Linked DNA regions of Mus musculus: region 1 is linked to region 2. A link is a contact called in public Hi-C data. All regions are on one chromosome and are shown on one strand. Each heading gives the region's core, a stretch centred on a gene start, on an enhancer-like site or on the middle of the called end of the contact. The rest is flanking DNA. Distances are from core to core; before and after follow the strand shown.

Region 1 (5,006 bases), core at 738-3,237, 190 kb before region 2:
TCTATCTATCTGTCTGTCTATCTATCACCTATCTTTCTATTCATTTATCTATCTATTCTGAATTATCTTTTTCCACTTCAGCTAAAGTATCACTTTCTTGCAGTTGTAGAACACTCCCTCTTGCTGATCCCCCCATCCCCCAAATCAGAGCATCATGGCAAAGACCAGGGCCTTAATCTCTCACTGTCCAGAGAGAATCTAGGAGCCCAGGTTTGCCTCCAAGAACGCCTATAACTAAGAAAACCCTAGTCAGAACAAAGCTGCCAAAAGTTCTCTACCCACCAAACTCAGATTCCCTGACACCTGGGAAGTTTGAGGGAACTAAATAAATGGTAGGGTGTGGGTAAGGAAGGCTCCTGAAGAGCTGAGCCACCTTCCCGAAAGGCCCTCCAGAGGCTACAGCAGCACCGGATTCTGCACTGCAGGCTGAAGCCTATTTAATTGCTGGTAATTAAGGCCGGATCTATAGTTTCTGGGCATGCCCTGTGGGGGAGGGCCTGCCTTCCTGGCCTCTGGTGAGCTGCAGGGAAGCAATCAGTGCTGCACGGATCTTGCAGCTCTGCAGTTCATAGCAGGGCCTGTTGCTGGGCAATTTCCAGCACAAAGGTTGTTTGTAAAGCTGCATTTTGAAGCTAGAAACTTGTCTTTTCAAAAGAAATAAGTATAGAGTAGAAACAGTTCATCCTTATGGAGCGCGTACTAGAGGTCTGACATTGTGGTAAGCATGTTTAATTCTCAAAAGATGGTGGTGGGTAAATTTTTAATTGATGGTGATAAGATTAGATAATTCACTCTAGACCCACAGTTGGCACAGAGTTAAAATCTAATTAATTGGATTCCAGAATCCCGGCTGTTAGCCACTGTGGTCTTCAGCAGAGACTGCAAACTGGTAGCCTTATTTGTAAACCTTCAAGGTGTATAGATCCGTGAGTCCCACGTTCTTCTTTCTTTTCTCTCTTTTTTTCTTCTTTTGACTGCCCTGAATTGTTTCTTAGGTACGAATGTTTACAAACATTACTTACATCTTGTGCTAATGGCAACAGTGGGGCTGGAGAGTATTGAGCCCCATGAGAACCACACCAACCATAAGATGAATTGTGTGGCCCTTCCCTTGGTTCTGGTTCTCGCTGCTCGCCAGAGTCAGGACTTGTGTTCAGTGACTCACTGGGCCCCATGGTTCCTTCTGAGAGCTTTAAGGATTTCCCCAGTGAGGATAACCTTGAAGATTTTATATGTGGAATCTTCCCCCGCCCAGTAAGAATTCAAGACTCTCAAAGCCCCACAGTGGGGTCCAACTCTTCAGAGGCGGACTGAAGAGTTCCAGCAAACGAGCTAACCAGGTTTGCTGTAAGATGCGCCTTTAGGAGCTGGGCGTTTGCAGCCACCGGGGGGGGGGGGGGGGGGCGCAGAGAGCTGTCACTATTGCCAGCAGTGTACCTTCATGCCCTTGTGGGCATCCATCTCAGGTCACCTGATGGCTGCCCTGGATGGAAAGGAAGGAGCCCTTTCTCATAATCCCTTTAGTGGCTCTGCTCACATTACTTTAAAATATGGAAATGCCCAATAAAAATTCAGATTTCTGGTGTTCTTGGGGGAAAAAAAACTGCTAATAATACAGGCAGTGAATTGGGTCTGAGTGATCATTGCCCCTTCTCTGGGGTAGGCAGCATCTAGTCTCTCCTGCTTGTGCCACTCCATCTAAACCCTAGCCTGTCTCCTGCCCTCCCTGGCATGCTGAGACTGTGACACTGTTTGCCATTAAGCAAAGTACAATAAGAGCAGGAGGAGGGTTAGAATAAAGAGGCAGGGTAGTGAGGCTCAGACTCACCAGCAGCAAGGGCAATTGCAGTCATTCATTCAAAGAGGAAAAGCCCGTTGTTGCAGGAGTCTAATGTGTCCCCAGTCTCATTGTTAAGCTTACAGATAAGCAGAGACAAGCTGGCTCGGGGTGGGTTGAGAGTCCCAGAAATCTCAAGATGCACTGCTGCCCCAGACCGCATGTCTCTCCTCATCTGCTTTTAAGAGATTACTTTTCAGAAGGCTTGGCCATAAGCCCTGCTTTATCATTCCTGCCGGAGCTTCCAGCTGGACAGAATCTGCAAGCTAAAAGCTTTCGTCTTACAGAAAAGAAGAGCATTTGGCTGCCTGCAGCTGGCCAGCTTCACGGGCCTGCTTGCTTCTGGGTAACCAAGTGGGAAATTTCATCTGTGCTTTGAGTTTCTTGCAATTTCTGTCTATTCCTGGTAAGGGCAGAGTTCAGGTTCATTCCTGCACACCCACAGCCCTCCCTATTAGAAGGCACTGGAGACCTGGTCATCAGAGTCCATCAAAGGCAAGGATGACCATGAACTGGGCGATGCTGAGGTACAGATTGTGATGTAAATTAAGGGAGCAAGAACGATCCCATAAATACTTCCTTTTTTTTTTTTTTTTTTTTTAAAGATTTATTTATTTATTATATGTAAGTACACTGTAGCTGTCTTCAGACACTCCAGAAGAGGGCGTCAGATCTTGTTACAGATGGTTGTGAGCCACCATGTGGTTGCTGGGATTTGAACTCCTGACCTTCGGAAGAGCAGTCGGGTGCTCTTACCCACTGAGCCATCTCACCAGCCCCCCATAAATACTTCCTAAGAAGCAGAAGGCCCAGTCCGATTCCCCAACTTCCACCAGACTCCAGACGGCTTTGTCTTAGAACACAGCCTTCTACACACTGGAAAGACAATGAAGCCTGACCTGCTGACCCTGTAGGTGACTAGGTTTTCGTCTGGCGACCTGGAGGGCAGCTGCCATGTTCATACTTGCTCAGCTGCAATACGCTAGCATGCTGCCCACCTCTCCTTCAAGACTATGGACTAGCTCATAGAAGGCTGCTTTTTTCCTCAACATACCCCTCCAGGCTTCCTGACTGAGCACAGATGATGGAGCAGGGTTGTCATTGTCTGAATAGAAAACCTCTTCCATGTTTTAACTGTTTGGTTCCCAGTTAGCGACACTATTTGGGGGAGGTTTTGGAAACTCCAGGTGGGACCTAACTACGTGAAATAGCCACTAGATGCAGGGCTTTAGGACAGTGGTGGGCAGGGATGGGGGGGGGGGTGTGGGTCTTGTCCCTGGTTTCTTCCTGTCTCTCTGCTTTCTATCCACTTTAAGGTGAGCAGCTGCCCTCCCCCACACAGTCCCACCGCAGTGATGGTCTTTTGCCTGAATATTTTGGGCCAAAAGACCATGGTCTGAACCCTCTGAGTCTGTGAGTCAAGGTAGCCTATGTGAAGTGGTTATCTCATGGTTCTTGCTTGCATTTCCCTAAAAGCTAACGTTGAGCATCTTCTCAGGCACTTACCAGCCATTAATGTCTTCTTTGGAGCATTTATACACAAATCTTTTACCTATCTTAAAATCGTGTAACTTATATTTTTAATTGAGGTATGAGAGATTTTGGGTTTTTTTTTTTTTTACTTTTAATTGATTTCTTTGTGAACCTCACATTATTCATCCCAGTCCCACCCATCTCCCCATCCCTTCATAGCTGCCCTCTGTCCCTGCAACCTCCTTTTGAAAAGTAAATAAAAACAAACAAACAAACAAACAAAATAGACAAAACAAAGCAAAGCAAACATCTCATGGTGGAAGCTGCAGTGTGTCACACAGGATATTCTTTGGACCACAGAACTTCACTTGCAAATGTTCATTGGTCTGGTTTGAGGCCTCTGGCTTCTCAGTATTATCAATATTAGATACTCACCAGGACTCTTCTTGATTATCCTGATGCTGCCCTGAATCGTGAAGACCCTGCAGCTTTGGATCAGCAGAGCCTGCTCTTTCACATGCTCTAACAGTTCATAGATGGGGGTGGATGCTGGGTGTGGGGGGCAGCTGAACTGGTCAGCCTACCAGCTCTCCAGCACCCACACCACCAGGACTATCTCTCCAGCACTGTCCTGGCTAGCCCACCCAATGCTTACATTGACAGGGAGCAGAGAGTGGCAGCTCTCCCACCCTTATGCCCTCACCATCATGGTCAACCCTACTGTGTTGCTCAGACAAGGTGCAGTGTCCCAAGTGCTGCAGCCAGTGAGGGGCAGGGCTAGCTCTCACACACCCATGACTTGGGGCTCTCCCAACTGCCACAGGCAGGGATTGGGGTGTGATATAACATACGCACGCGTGCTCCACAGTGCTGCCCTGGTGAGGCACATGGCGCAATCACTGGAGTGCTGCAGTTGGTGAGAGGTAGGGCCAGCTCTCCAGGGTACCTCAGCCATTGAGAGCTGGAGCCAGCTCTGCACCACCCTTGGACTTATATGTGGCCCCAAGTGGCTGTTCAGACCAGGGATAGCTGAGTGGACTGTATTGGTAATATGAGCTATGGATATTGACACTGACCCCTGAAGCTGCATGGCAAGGGACCGGGACATGGCCAGCATAGGCAGCATGCACTGGGACTTCATCATCACCTCAGGGGGCGGGGCTGACTGCTCACAACAGGCTGTTCCTTTTCACCCTCCCATCCCCAGTTCCGCCTCTCTTTATAAAGCTCAAACTGCTTAGCGGCTCTTTCTCTCCTATCTGTTCTTCGCATATTTGCCCCTTGTAGTGATTCTATCTGTGAGTCGCCACGCGGCACCTGAGTGAGCTCCCCCACCTGCACCTCACCATAAGGAAGCAAACGGGACGCTGGGTGTTTACTACCCGCCTGTGTGGCATGGCGGTGGGCGTTTCTGAGGACATTTTCCCCTCCAGCTTCGTGGTAGTAGGTGGGTCTCTGCGTGTCTGTGGCCCGCCGGTTCTGTGTGCTAACAGGCCGGTCTCTGGGAATCTTTCCCTGTCCACGCCGCCAGGTTACATTCTTAGAGTGATCATTTTACAACTCCGTGAAGGATCAAGGTCCAGGGTAGCAGCCTCACCTCCCAGCTTGCTGTGCCCTGAAATCCTGCGAAATGCTTAAAAAGTTTTTCAATATATTCCATATGTAAATTTCATCTCCCGATACATGGTTATACTTC
Region 2 (4,862 bases), core at 1,759-4,258:
CCATACTGCCCTGCACCTAACTGAGAAAAGGAACCTAGGAGCAACGCGCCTGCGCTTGTACTGACGTAAAAGAAGCTCCCCAAATAGTCCTGCCGTTCTCCCATGTGCTAGGACTCTACAGCTGGCATGACTGTGGGCAGAAATGAGAAGGAAAACTGGACTGGACTAGGGGAGGGAACATAGACATAGGACCAGAATGGCTACCATTGGCTTCATGAGTCTGCTCTCGCTAAGCTTAGCAAGCATGCTGGCTTCATGGCTGAGGAATCTCCTTGTCTCCCAAGGGGAGCTCAGAGCCCTAGAGACAGCCCCACAGAGAACACAGTTCCTCTGTAGCTTGGACCAGGCTTGACTCTTTCCAGATCATTTCCACAGGCAGGGGAGAGTGGTTTCTAGTTTTCTCTATTTACTTTAAAGATGAAGAAGCTGAGATCAGCAAGGCTTAAGCAACTTGACAAGACTCAGACTGTTTGTGTTGGTGGAACCACACAGACCTGTGGGTTCCAGCCCAGTGCTTACTGCTTACCACAGCATGGCCCTAGGTTGGCATTCTATATTTCACTATGTAATCTATCTGAAAATGCACCCCCAAGTTATCCTCATTTGCTCATTTGACGAGTTCAAACGATGTATGAACAGAGGAAAACAACATGCACACAATCAGAGCTTTAAATATTAATTGGCTTATAAATTTCATTTTGTCATCCAGTCAAACAAACATTTTCTAAAGATCAGCTATGTTCCGGTGCAGAGATCACAAAGTCACTATGATAGAATCATCCTCAACACTCGAACCATAGCTGGCCGTGCTCCAGAGAGAGAATACACTCTGTCCACAGGGGAAGGGTCAGACTTATTTCTGCCAAAGATGAAGATATCAAAACAAATAAAAGAGACTCTGTACTATTTTACCATAATAAGATATCAAAATTCTGAGAAATAAAGTGCTCCAATGTCGCTTTCCAAATAAGTATCTAGGGAACGCAGAACTACCACAAAGTACTTGGCTAGAAGGATCTGAGAGTGGAGCCCAAATGATTATTATCTACAAAGAAAGGTAATACTAACAAATGAAAGCCAAGAGAAGGTGGGTGGAGGGGGACGGGGGAGGACACGGCATTAGAACGTCCTCAGCGATTCTCACCTCAATAAACATGTACATTAAGGTCAGCCCTAAGACGCCAGCCTTGACTTCAAATCTACACTCTGTCCAGAGGCGAAAGCTAACTTTACATGGTAGCAGGGAAAGAGCCCATCTCTAGTCTTTCAGTCAACTCCTTCAAATAAAATCTGGGAGTCATAAATATGATAAACTTACAGCACTATTGTCAGCACACAGCCTTAGCTTGAAAAGTCATCCTCTATTAAAATATCTTCCAAAAGCCCAGCGGTTTATAGATCTCTACTGACATGAGAAAACAAACCCAGGCTATTTCTGCCTCTCTGCTCTCTTTGTACCATGGGTGTTCCGGGATAGGAAGGAGTGTTTCGACACCACTACAGAAGGTGACATAAACACACATACCGAGTGTGCTTTCAGGAGCAGCACGCTGCTGAGGGGATGTGAAGCTAACCTGACCGGACATTTGTGGAGCAGGCAAACAATGTTTTTATGAGCCTGGATGATATGGAAACAATGTTCCCTCAGGTTTAGAGGAAGAACCAAATAAATCCAGGGTAAGGTCTTTGGTCAGTCTCTAGCTGCTTGGCCTTGGAAAGGTTTCTTGGTTTATATCCTTCATCTACAAGAGGGGGATCCAGAAGTCCCCCTGGAATCTGCAGGCTATTCTAGGAGAGGATGAGGACGAGGACATTGGATTATGATTATCATCAGCGAAAAAGCCCCATAGGCTGTCTGAGGTTTGTGGCCACATCTCTGAGGAGCTCAGCTATCATCTAAGGCTCCGCTGGGAGGAGGATGCAGGAACTACACATTCAAACGAAGCGTTTGGAAAATACGTCTGAGAACTAACGAGGCTGCTAAACATGCTTCATGATACAAGTTGAGCACTGATACAGGTAGAACTGTAGACTACTTCCTATGTCAAAGCACAACATGGGTCATGGGTTGTTCAATAAATGGCAGAAAAAAGACTAGGGACATATGTTTTATGCATATAGGTATGTAAGTATATAAGGTATATATATATACACATATAAGGTATTAAGTATATAAGGGATATAAGGTATGCATATAAGGTATATATGTATAAATCTATATCTCATAATTAATGTGATTCTATATGAATCACATATACATGCTAAAAACAAAAGCATACATTAATTGGGGGTTAATTTACTGGGCTGAAAAGTCTTGTATAAAAACAAAAAGAAATGAGAAAATGTCACTTAATTCAAAGCTGTTCCATAATCACTAGAGGCCCAATAAACTAGAAACCAAAAACAACCCCTCCCTGCCTGCCCCCATAACCCAGCGTGAGTATTCATGGCCATTTATTCTTTCACTCGATTTTAGGATTATCTTCTCAGGCCCTCAAATAATTCTGCAAAAATTAGATTAACTTTATAAGTGAAATCTAAATTAACTTAAACAGATTCACTTAAAACAGATAAATGGAGGTATAATAAAAAGATTGCCAGGAAACATTAAAATACAGACTTTTTTTTTCCTTTATAAAGTTAAAAGCCTTAATCATCTTTTTCTATTTTTGAAATATGAAAAATGTTGTCTGTTTCATCCTAACCTTGAAGGCCACAGTAGATCAACCCAACCTTCCATGTAGCAATGGGCTACACAAGCAGGTTACTCAACTTCTCCATCAGGGAAAGAGGAGTGCTGAGAAGAGCCGACAGCTTCAGCCATGCCGAGCTGCTGCTTGCTCTATCATCAGAAGAGACATACAAGTTCTCTCTCAGCTGTGTGACTGTCTGCAGCCCAGAACCCCTAGTCGCTATCTATTCTGTGCTTTAGTTACCAACTCAGTAGCACTGGGCTAAGGTTGGGTTGGGGCAGGCTTTTTCTACTCGGGAATCCCTTCCCTGCAGACAGAATGCAGATGACTCTCTGCTGCCCCCTTTTGGTCTGCTATGGTTGCCGTAAAGCTTTGCAACTTGTAGCTATTTATAGGGCAACCTGATGTCTTTTAGGATCAGGACGCTTCCCCCAAATTTGACATCCTTTGCCTCTGGGTACTGAGCACCCTTCATAAGCACCTACCTGTCTCTCCCCATTTCTGAATCCTGCTGAGGCCTGGACTGTTGATACCCTTAGTGAAATCTGGCAAAGATCACTGGAGAATAATGGGTTTAAAAACCAAAATCTGAATTTAAAACACAATTTCCCTTAAAGAAAAGTGAAGAGAAAAATAGTCCTTGTCTTTCAGGGACGAAGCCTGGCTACTATCTAAGCTAAATCTCAGCAACCATTCACCTCCTCTGCTCGAGACCCTGCAGCAGCTTTTAAACAATTCCTCCAAGCCTCCTATCTACGGAGACAGGAGGATTATTTAATATCGATTAGTAAAGAGGGAGGGGTGGAGGGTGTAACAGTATTACATATGTTATTTATATGTTAACTATGTTAGCATATGCCACACCTGACTCTCAAGGCCTGGTACCCTGACCTCAGAGACCACAACTGAACCTCCCTTTAAAACTGCTTCTCAAGTAAAGACAAATCATTTTCTGACAAGTCAGTAAGTAGCTGAAATATAATTTTAAGGAAGGGTCAGAAGTTATATTAAAAGTCAGGGCAAGTATAGATGAGGCAAAACAGGGGACAGGAAACAAACCAGAAAGCACAGGACACTCTCAGGACGGGAGGCCACTGTGGCTGTGCTCTGAGAACACTGTGTTCGTTATGAGAGACATGATACCTTTCACTACCTACCACTAACTCAGCAAGCTGAGAACTGGGGTGATCTGTACCTATGAGACCCTCGGAGTCTCATTTTAACATTCTTCCCACGCCTTTCCTATCAACTGTGCCAAGGCTTTTAGCAATGAAGACTCCTGGATTATCTATCACCTCTGGGAGGCACCCAACACCCAGCCCCCGCCCCTAAGTATGGACCATGAAGCGGTGAGTATTTCCCTCACTGGCTGCTTGGTCTACGAAAGACTGCTTTAAGTCCCAAACTCACCTAGAAAATGAGGATGCTGTCTTAAAACCAACGTTGATATTTAAAGAAACAGAACAGGCCTCCAAAAAACCCTGTCTGTTTAAAACAACCATAAAGGGAAATCTATCATGGAAATCACAGCAGTCACGATCAGTGAAGAGAATCCACAAAGGTTCTAAGTATCCCTTCCCTAGACACAGAACATCTGGAAATACTTAAGGATGGACTTGCTCTTGGCCTTAAAGTCATGATGCAACCAACTGCGACTCCTGCTCCCTCCCACCAACTCCCCCTAAACCTCCGCTCATCTGCTCCGCTCTCTAACACTGTGGCAGCTCCTAGAAGCAAGCTGCAAACTCACCTGCAAACACTGCACATAAGCAGAAGCTTTAGTTTGTCTCTGCATCCCACAGGCTTGGTTCAAGGTTCCTGACTATGTCATGAAAACAGCCAATAGAAAGAGCTGTTGACAAAGGACTGTACTGCAGGAAACAACTCAGAGAACCTGTGCTTTGTGAGCCTTTCAGAGGCAGGAGACATAAGGATAAAGAGTGCACGAAAGTTAGCGGGGATCACTAACACTATTTATGACTGAAACCCACGACGGATCAGAAGCCCCAGTCTTTCTGTGACCTAGTCTTACATGGACTGCTTTTTTGTTTGTTAATCATGACAGAACTGACTGAAATGCTGACAATACCATTTAAGCGTACAGTGTTTCTGAGAAGCTAAGCAGACCAGGCCCTCATGCTCACAGGGTCTGAGGCTTTGGGCTTAATG

What was found. A called contact is a pair of places that touch in the nucleus more often than the background predicts.
Region 1: a contact with region 2 is called in a Hi-C map of rod photoreceptor, with 3 times the contacts expected there. The contact joins two enhancer-like sites. A contact is called at or near these places in 5 of 484 Hi-C or Micro-C datasets (the N1E-115 cell line, Sertoli cells, embryonic stem cells and 2 more) and 1 of 9 other capture datasets (embryonic stem cells).

What each region holds. Positions count from the first base shown.
Region 1 is chr13:99,557,867-99,562,872 of GRCm38.p6, reverse strand. No RefSeq gene overlaps it. Among named protein-coding and RNA genes, the nearest start is that of Gm26559, 44 kb to the right of the region's middle. Within about 2 kb of position 1,987, at least 16 of the 459 cell types and tissues checked have an H3K27ac peak or open chromatin away from gene starts, as enhancers often do. A contact at or near this core is called in rod photoreceptor, where this site is marked.
Region 2 is chr13:99,373,892-99,378,753 of GRCm38.p6, reverse strand. All of the region lies in intron 4 of Mrps27 (mitochondrial ribosomal protein S27), which reads right to left. Among named protein-coding and RNA genes, the nearest start is that of Mrps27, 32 kb to the right of the region's middle. Within about 2 kb of position 3,008, at least 14 of the 459 cell types and tissues checked have an H3K27ac peak or open chromatin away from gene starts, as enhancers often do. A contact at or near this core is called in rod photoreceptor, where this site is marked.